Linked DNA regions of Sarcophilus harrisii: region 1 is linked to region 2. The links are chromatin contacts, called in public Hi-C maps. All regions are on one chromosome and are shown on one strand. Each heading gives the region's core, a stretch centred on a gene start, on an enhancer-like site or on the middle of the called end of the contact. The rest is flanking DNA. Distances are from core to core; before and after follow the strand shown.

What was found. Hi-C and Micro-C count contacts between places; a contact is called where the count stands out from the background.
Region 1: a Hi-C map of heart shows a contact between it and region 2, with 7 times the contacts expected there. The contact joins the promoter of LOC100925452 here to the promoter of IFT22 in region 2. A contact is called at or near these places in 2 of 3 Hi-C or Micro-C datasets (fibroblasts and heart).

What each region holds. Positions count from the first base shown.
Region 1 is chr4:452,168,512-452,171,255 of mSarHar1.11, reverse strand. LOC100925452 (zinc finger protein 736) reads left to right here and starts at 1,260. Exons shown (of 5, transcript XM_031968035.1): 1 at 1,260-1,446.
Region 2 is chr4:451,931,326-451,934,025 of mSarHar1.11, reverse strand. IFT22 (intraflagellar transport protein 22 homolog) reads left to right here and starts at 1,298. Exons shown (of 5, transcript XM_031968039.1): 1 at 1,298-1,467; 2 at 2,617-2,700. It overlaps COL26A1 (collagen alpha-1(XXVI) chain), which reads right to left and starts at 919. Exons shown (of 14, transcript XM_031968034.1): 1 at 222-919.

The DNA of each region.
Region 1 (2,744 bases), core at 11-2,510, 240 kb before region 2:
TTCTAACTATACTCTTATACCATCTGCAAAGAGTGATAGTTTTGTTTCCTTTTTTATTCCTTTAATTTCTTTTTCTTGTAATATTGCTATAGCCAGGATTTCCAAGATGATATTGAATGAAAGTGACATTAATGGACATCCTTGCTTTACCTCTGATCTTACTGGGCTTTAACTTTGTCTCTATTACAAATAATGGTTGCTTTTGATTCTAGATACTTATCATTTTAAGAAACCTCCATTAATAACTATGCTTTCTAGTGTTTTTGTTTTTGTTTTTTTTGCTGAGGCAATTGGGATCAAGTGACTTGCCCAAAGTCATGCAGCTAGGAAGCATTAAGTGTCTGAGGCCAGATTTGAACTCAGGTCTTCTTGACTTCAGGGCTGGTGCTCTATCCACTGTACCACTTAGTTGTCCCGATTCTAGTGTTTTTAAAAAGAAATAAGTGTGATATTTTCTCAAATTCTTTTTCTGCACATTTTGTGATAATCATATGATTTCTATTGATTTTGTTATTGATGTGCTCAATTATGCTAATAGTTTTCCTAATATTGAACTAACTGCATAATTGGTACAAATTCCATCTGATCATAATGTACCTTCTGTGATATATCTTGCTGTAATCTCCTTGCTAGTATTTTATTTTAAAATTTTTGCATTAATATTCAGTAGAGACATTTTTTCTTTTTCTATTTTCACTCTCTTTGGGATAAGTATCAAAACTATATTTGTGTCATGAAAGAAATTTGGAAGGACTTTAACTATTTTTTCAAATAGTTTATATAGGGATTAACTGTTCTTTAAATGTTTTCTGGGATTCGCTTTGAATTGCGTGGGCTCATCTCCCAAATAACCTCCCCTCCATAAACTCCCGTGGCTCCCCATGGCCTCCACCATCAAACACCCTTTCAGAGCCTACGATGCGTCGGCTATGGGGCCGAGTACTTCCAAAACATTGTCTCACTTTAGAAATAAAAATGGTTTGCGGAGCGCTTTTCAGATGTCTCACTGGATCCTCCCAACAATCTCGAGGAATAGGTGTTATTATTCTCATTTTACAGATGAGGAAACTGAAGCTGACAGGCAAGAGACCAGTCTCTGGGGCTCTCTCCAGGGAGACCTGGACCATAAGGCGTGTCCTGGGCATGAGACCCCGCCCCTTTGGCTACGCGCCTCCTGACTGGTGCCTCCTGGCCCCTCCTCTTGGACGGCCTCGTGGTAAAGCGGAAGCATGGAGGCCCGAAGACTTCTGGGAATTGTAGTTCTCGGGCTCTGAGGTTGTCTAAAGGAGGGGCTTCTGGGGGGGGTGCCCGCGCAGGCGCGCCGCCATCTCTAGCCCGGACCACTCTCCGCTGGCCACCTCGCTCCTGACGGATTCCGTGGCTCGATCGGACCGAGGCAGCGGGTAGCGTTCGACCAGGGCGGCGGCTGCCGCAGTCCCGGAGAGGGTTTGTTTGTTTGTTTACTTGTTTATTTGTTTGTTTTGCGTGGAGAGTGGCTATGATGTCGATGGGGGCGGGCCGGAGGCGGAGTCAGCCGGCTGGCTCGTGTTATGGTTGGTGGGAAGCTCGCTCTGGGAGCTGGCCCTCTCTACGCAGGCGCGGGGAGGGGTTGGGGACACCTCCGGGTCTGACTGCTGCGGACCTCCATGTGCGCAGGCGCACGGCGACCTACCCGCGGGAGGGGGATGTTTGAGGGCTCTGGAGAGTAGTCGGAGCGACTGAGCTCCGCGCAGGCGCGTGGGATGCCCGGGGAAGGGGGTCTGGGTGGGCGCAGAGGTGAGAAAATGCCGACCCCACTTCGGGTTGGAGAATCGGGCAGCAAGGAAGGGCCCCTGCGTGGGTGGGTGGGTGTGACCGGGGCCAAGTGGCTTCCCGGGCCTCAGTTTCCTTTTGCGTGAATGAGGGCGCGGGCGCGCATGCGCCCCGGCTCTTCCCGCCCCAGAACGGGAAGCAGGCTCAACCCCGTGTCTGTGTCCGGCGCCTCTGGGGCCCCTGGGGCAGCCTAGGGACGGTTCCTTCTCGCACCATGACGTTACAGAGGCCAAACCTGTGCTCCCAGCTCACTGAACTCTCTCCGAGCCTTGGTTTCCTCATCTGCAAAATGAAGGAAGAGCAAGGGTTCATGTCACGGTTTCTGTGAAGTTAAATGTTTATATTAACTTCTAACTGGTGCTTCACCACCTTCGTTAACCGAATTCTGAGATGAGAGGAAAGGGAAAGGTTGGAGAGGAAGGGAGGAAAGAGAGGAGAAAAAAGGGAGCGCGAGAGAGCGAGCATGTGGGTAGGAGTCAGAGAATGCATCAGAGAAGGACTCAGTGGGGAAGAGCCCTCTTTGTTTTTGCGAGAGAAAAGCCCCCTATTATATATATGTACACACACACACACATAGAAACCTCTTTGGAAATCTAGCTAGTTATGTGCGTCCGAAGAAGAAAACGTCTGTTATATGTCAGGGAAGAAATAAGGAGCCTTATGTTTGCTTATGCAAAAAGGAGAAGGGAAGACATTATTGTCTATACTGGAGAGAATCAGTAAATATTAAGTGCTTACTATATGCCCAGCGCTATGCTGAATATTAGAGACAAAAAAAGAGGAAAAGGACAGTCTTCTTTCAAGGAACTAGGAGGTCAGTTCCATTGAAATGTAGACTATATGGAAGGGAGTAAAAATCTAAGGAGTCAGGTTTAAAAGCCAAAAAGAGCATTTTCATTTGATTTGACCTTGAAGGTGTTAGGGAATTGTAC
Region 2 (2,700 bases), core at 49-2,548:
CCATGAGTGAACCTGATATTTCCTGCCAGGAAGTCAAGCCCTGTACTTGGCCAAGCATGGCACCATGGAAAGCAAAATGCCCTCTTCTCTTCCCCTGCTGGCCGGTGGGTGGGGATGTTATCAAGCTTCTCCTTTGTCGAATTAAAATTTTAAAAAATCAGTAAAAAAAAAAAAAAAAAAATTCTTGGTTTAGAAAAGAATTAAATGACCTTAACCTTTACCTGAATATCTGAAAAATAATCACATGGGAGACGATAGCTGCTTTATTCAGGCAGGTAAAGCTAAGGACGGTGTGAGGAGACAAGTGTAGAGTTCATTTAAGGAAGAACTTGCCGATAATGAAAGTCATATTATTAGAAAGTTTGGATCGTCATCCAAAATCGGAGGTAGTGGATTCTCCATCAACCCAAGTATTTTAGCAAAGGCTTAAATGAAAAAAAATTAGGCGTGGGGTGATAGAAGCTCGGACTAGAGGATGAAGAGACAAGGGGGAAAACCCCAAAACTGAAGAATAAAGTAATTTATAGCGCGCTCTTGCTCCCCCTTCTGACAGAACTGTGCCATGCCTGCTTTGACTCAGAAGGTAGAAAGGGGCTTTGAAGTGGGACAGCTCAGCCCCTCCCCCCGGCGCTATCCCAGGCTTCCTAGGGTGGTCGCAAAAACTCCTATTTCCAGAATTAAAACAAGCCTTTATGGGGGGGAGGGGGAGGGGCTTTTTTATCCTCGTCACTTTAGACGGCACCGAGACCTTCGGAACGAACAAATAAATATTCCGGTTTCCGAGGTTCGGGTCCCGGATAATCTGACTCGGGGGTCTAAGCCAATGGGGGAGGGGCCAGCCCCCCCCAGCCCCCCCAGGACCTGGCCAGGCCGGATGGCAGAGGAAGGCATTAACGAGGGGCTGCCGTTTGACCCTGACGGGGTCACTTCCCCTCTCTGGGCCTCAGTTTCTCCAATTGTAAAAGCGGAGGGGGGAGGGGAGGAGGGAAGGGGGGAGGGGGAATCCCTGCAACGCCTTCCAGCTCTGATCAGGGAATCTGTGGCCTGTGCCTAAAAAGCCACGCCCCTTCCTGAGCCTGTTTCCCTATCTGTAAGATGAGACGATGGGGGGCGCTATACGGAGTGAGTGCGAGGTCAAGGTAGGTTCAGGGAACTAGGGAACCCGGAGCAGTTAAACCGTCGCCAGTCTCGTCGCCGCCGCCGCCGTGCGCACCCCCCGCGCGCGCTCCCTGAGAAACTGCGGCTGCGCAGCGAGCGCGCCTGCCTGCCCCGCCCTTGTCACCATGGAAACACAAGGGTAGCAAATCAGCGAGAACTTTCTTCTAGGCCACGCCCCACGCGGATCTCGGAGTCCTGGCAACGGCGGCGCCTGCGGGCTGGGGCCCAGGCCTGGCGGCGGGAGATGCCCGGGCGAACAGGGCCGGCGCCATGCTTAAGGCCAAGATCCTGTTCGTGGGGCCTTGTGAGGTGGGCGCGGCGGGCGGGGGGTGAGGGGGGCGGCCTGCGGGCCGTGTGGCCGCCCCCGAACCTCGGCGTCTTCCTCTGGGAACAGGGGCGGAAGTGAGGGCGAGGGCGGACCCGACTCGAGTCCTCCGCCCTACCCTGGGGCGGTGCTCCCGGGTTAGGGGTGGGGGAGGGCTGTGGGGGAGGGGCGGGGTGCCCACCCCCTCGACCGACGGAGAAACTGAGACCCGGGGAGGGGCGCGACTTAGATCGCGGAGCTAGAGCCTGAATCCTTGCCGTCGAATCCCCTCTTTCGGCAAACGTGGAAACTGAGGCTTGGAGAGGGTGAGGGGCTTGCAGTCAGAGGAATGGTAGGTTTGCTGCCGAAAGGCCCCGCCCCCCTTGAATGTCTAGCCCAGTCCCCTCGCACTTCCTCTGGGGCTAAATTCTGTGCTGAGCTGGGCTTGGGCCCAGAGAGGCGGAAACAGACGTTGCCTTCAGGGGGCTTGCGTTCTGTCGGAGTGTGGGAGCAACTGAGCCCCCCGCGGCCAGAGACAGACCAAGAGCCTTCAGAACAAGGACCCCTGATCGGGGCAGGAAGCTTTTTAAAACATGTGTTTGGGAATTAATTTCTTTCCAAATTATAAAATTCCACCCCAAAAAGGTGAAGCCCCAGCCTTAGAGGATCAGCCTCAAATTTTGCAAATGCGTTACCTCGGGATCCAGGGATGGAGTCACTTGATAAAAATCATAGGGATTACAGATCTCAGGGCACTAGAACCCTTAGACTGACCCTCTTATTTCACAAATAAACTGAGACCCAGGGAGGCGAAACAGACGCCCTGCCCAAAGTCACACCAGCGGGGACTCGGAGCATCCGCGAGTCTGACGTCCTCCTTCCTGCTGCTGGAATCAAGGTCCCATGGCCAGAGCCTCAGGTTTTATGCGGACGGGCACTGATCCTGCCAGGAGCCGAGAGAACTCGGCTGTGGGGTCATGAGGGGAACCACAGAAGCCAGTTAGCCCAGTTGTAATTACTGTTGAGACAGACCCAGTGAAGTGCCTTGGCCCGCTGCAATGGGGGTGTCTTTTGGGGAATGTGTTGTTGTACTGCATGTCAGTGAAGGGTCTTTCTGATTTCAATCCCTGTGACTCTGTGAACCCAACCTTTAGTGGAACAAAATAAAAATGCTATCACTCTGCACAGAGCGGCAAAACTGTCCTGGCTAACTTCCTGACGGAGTCCTCTGACATCAC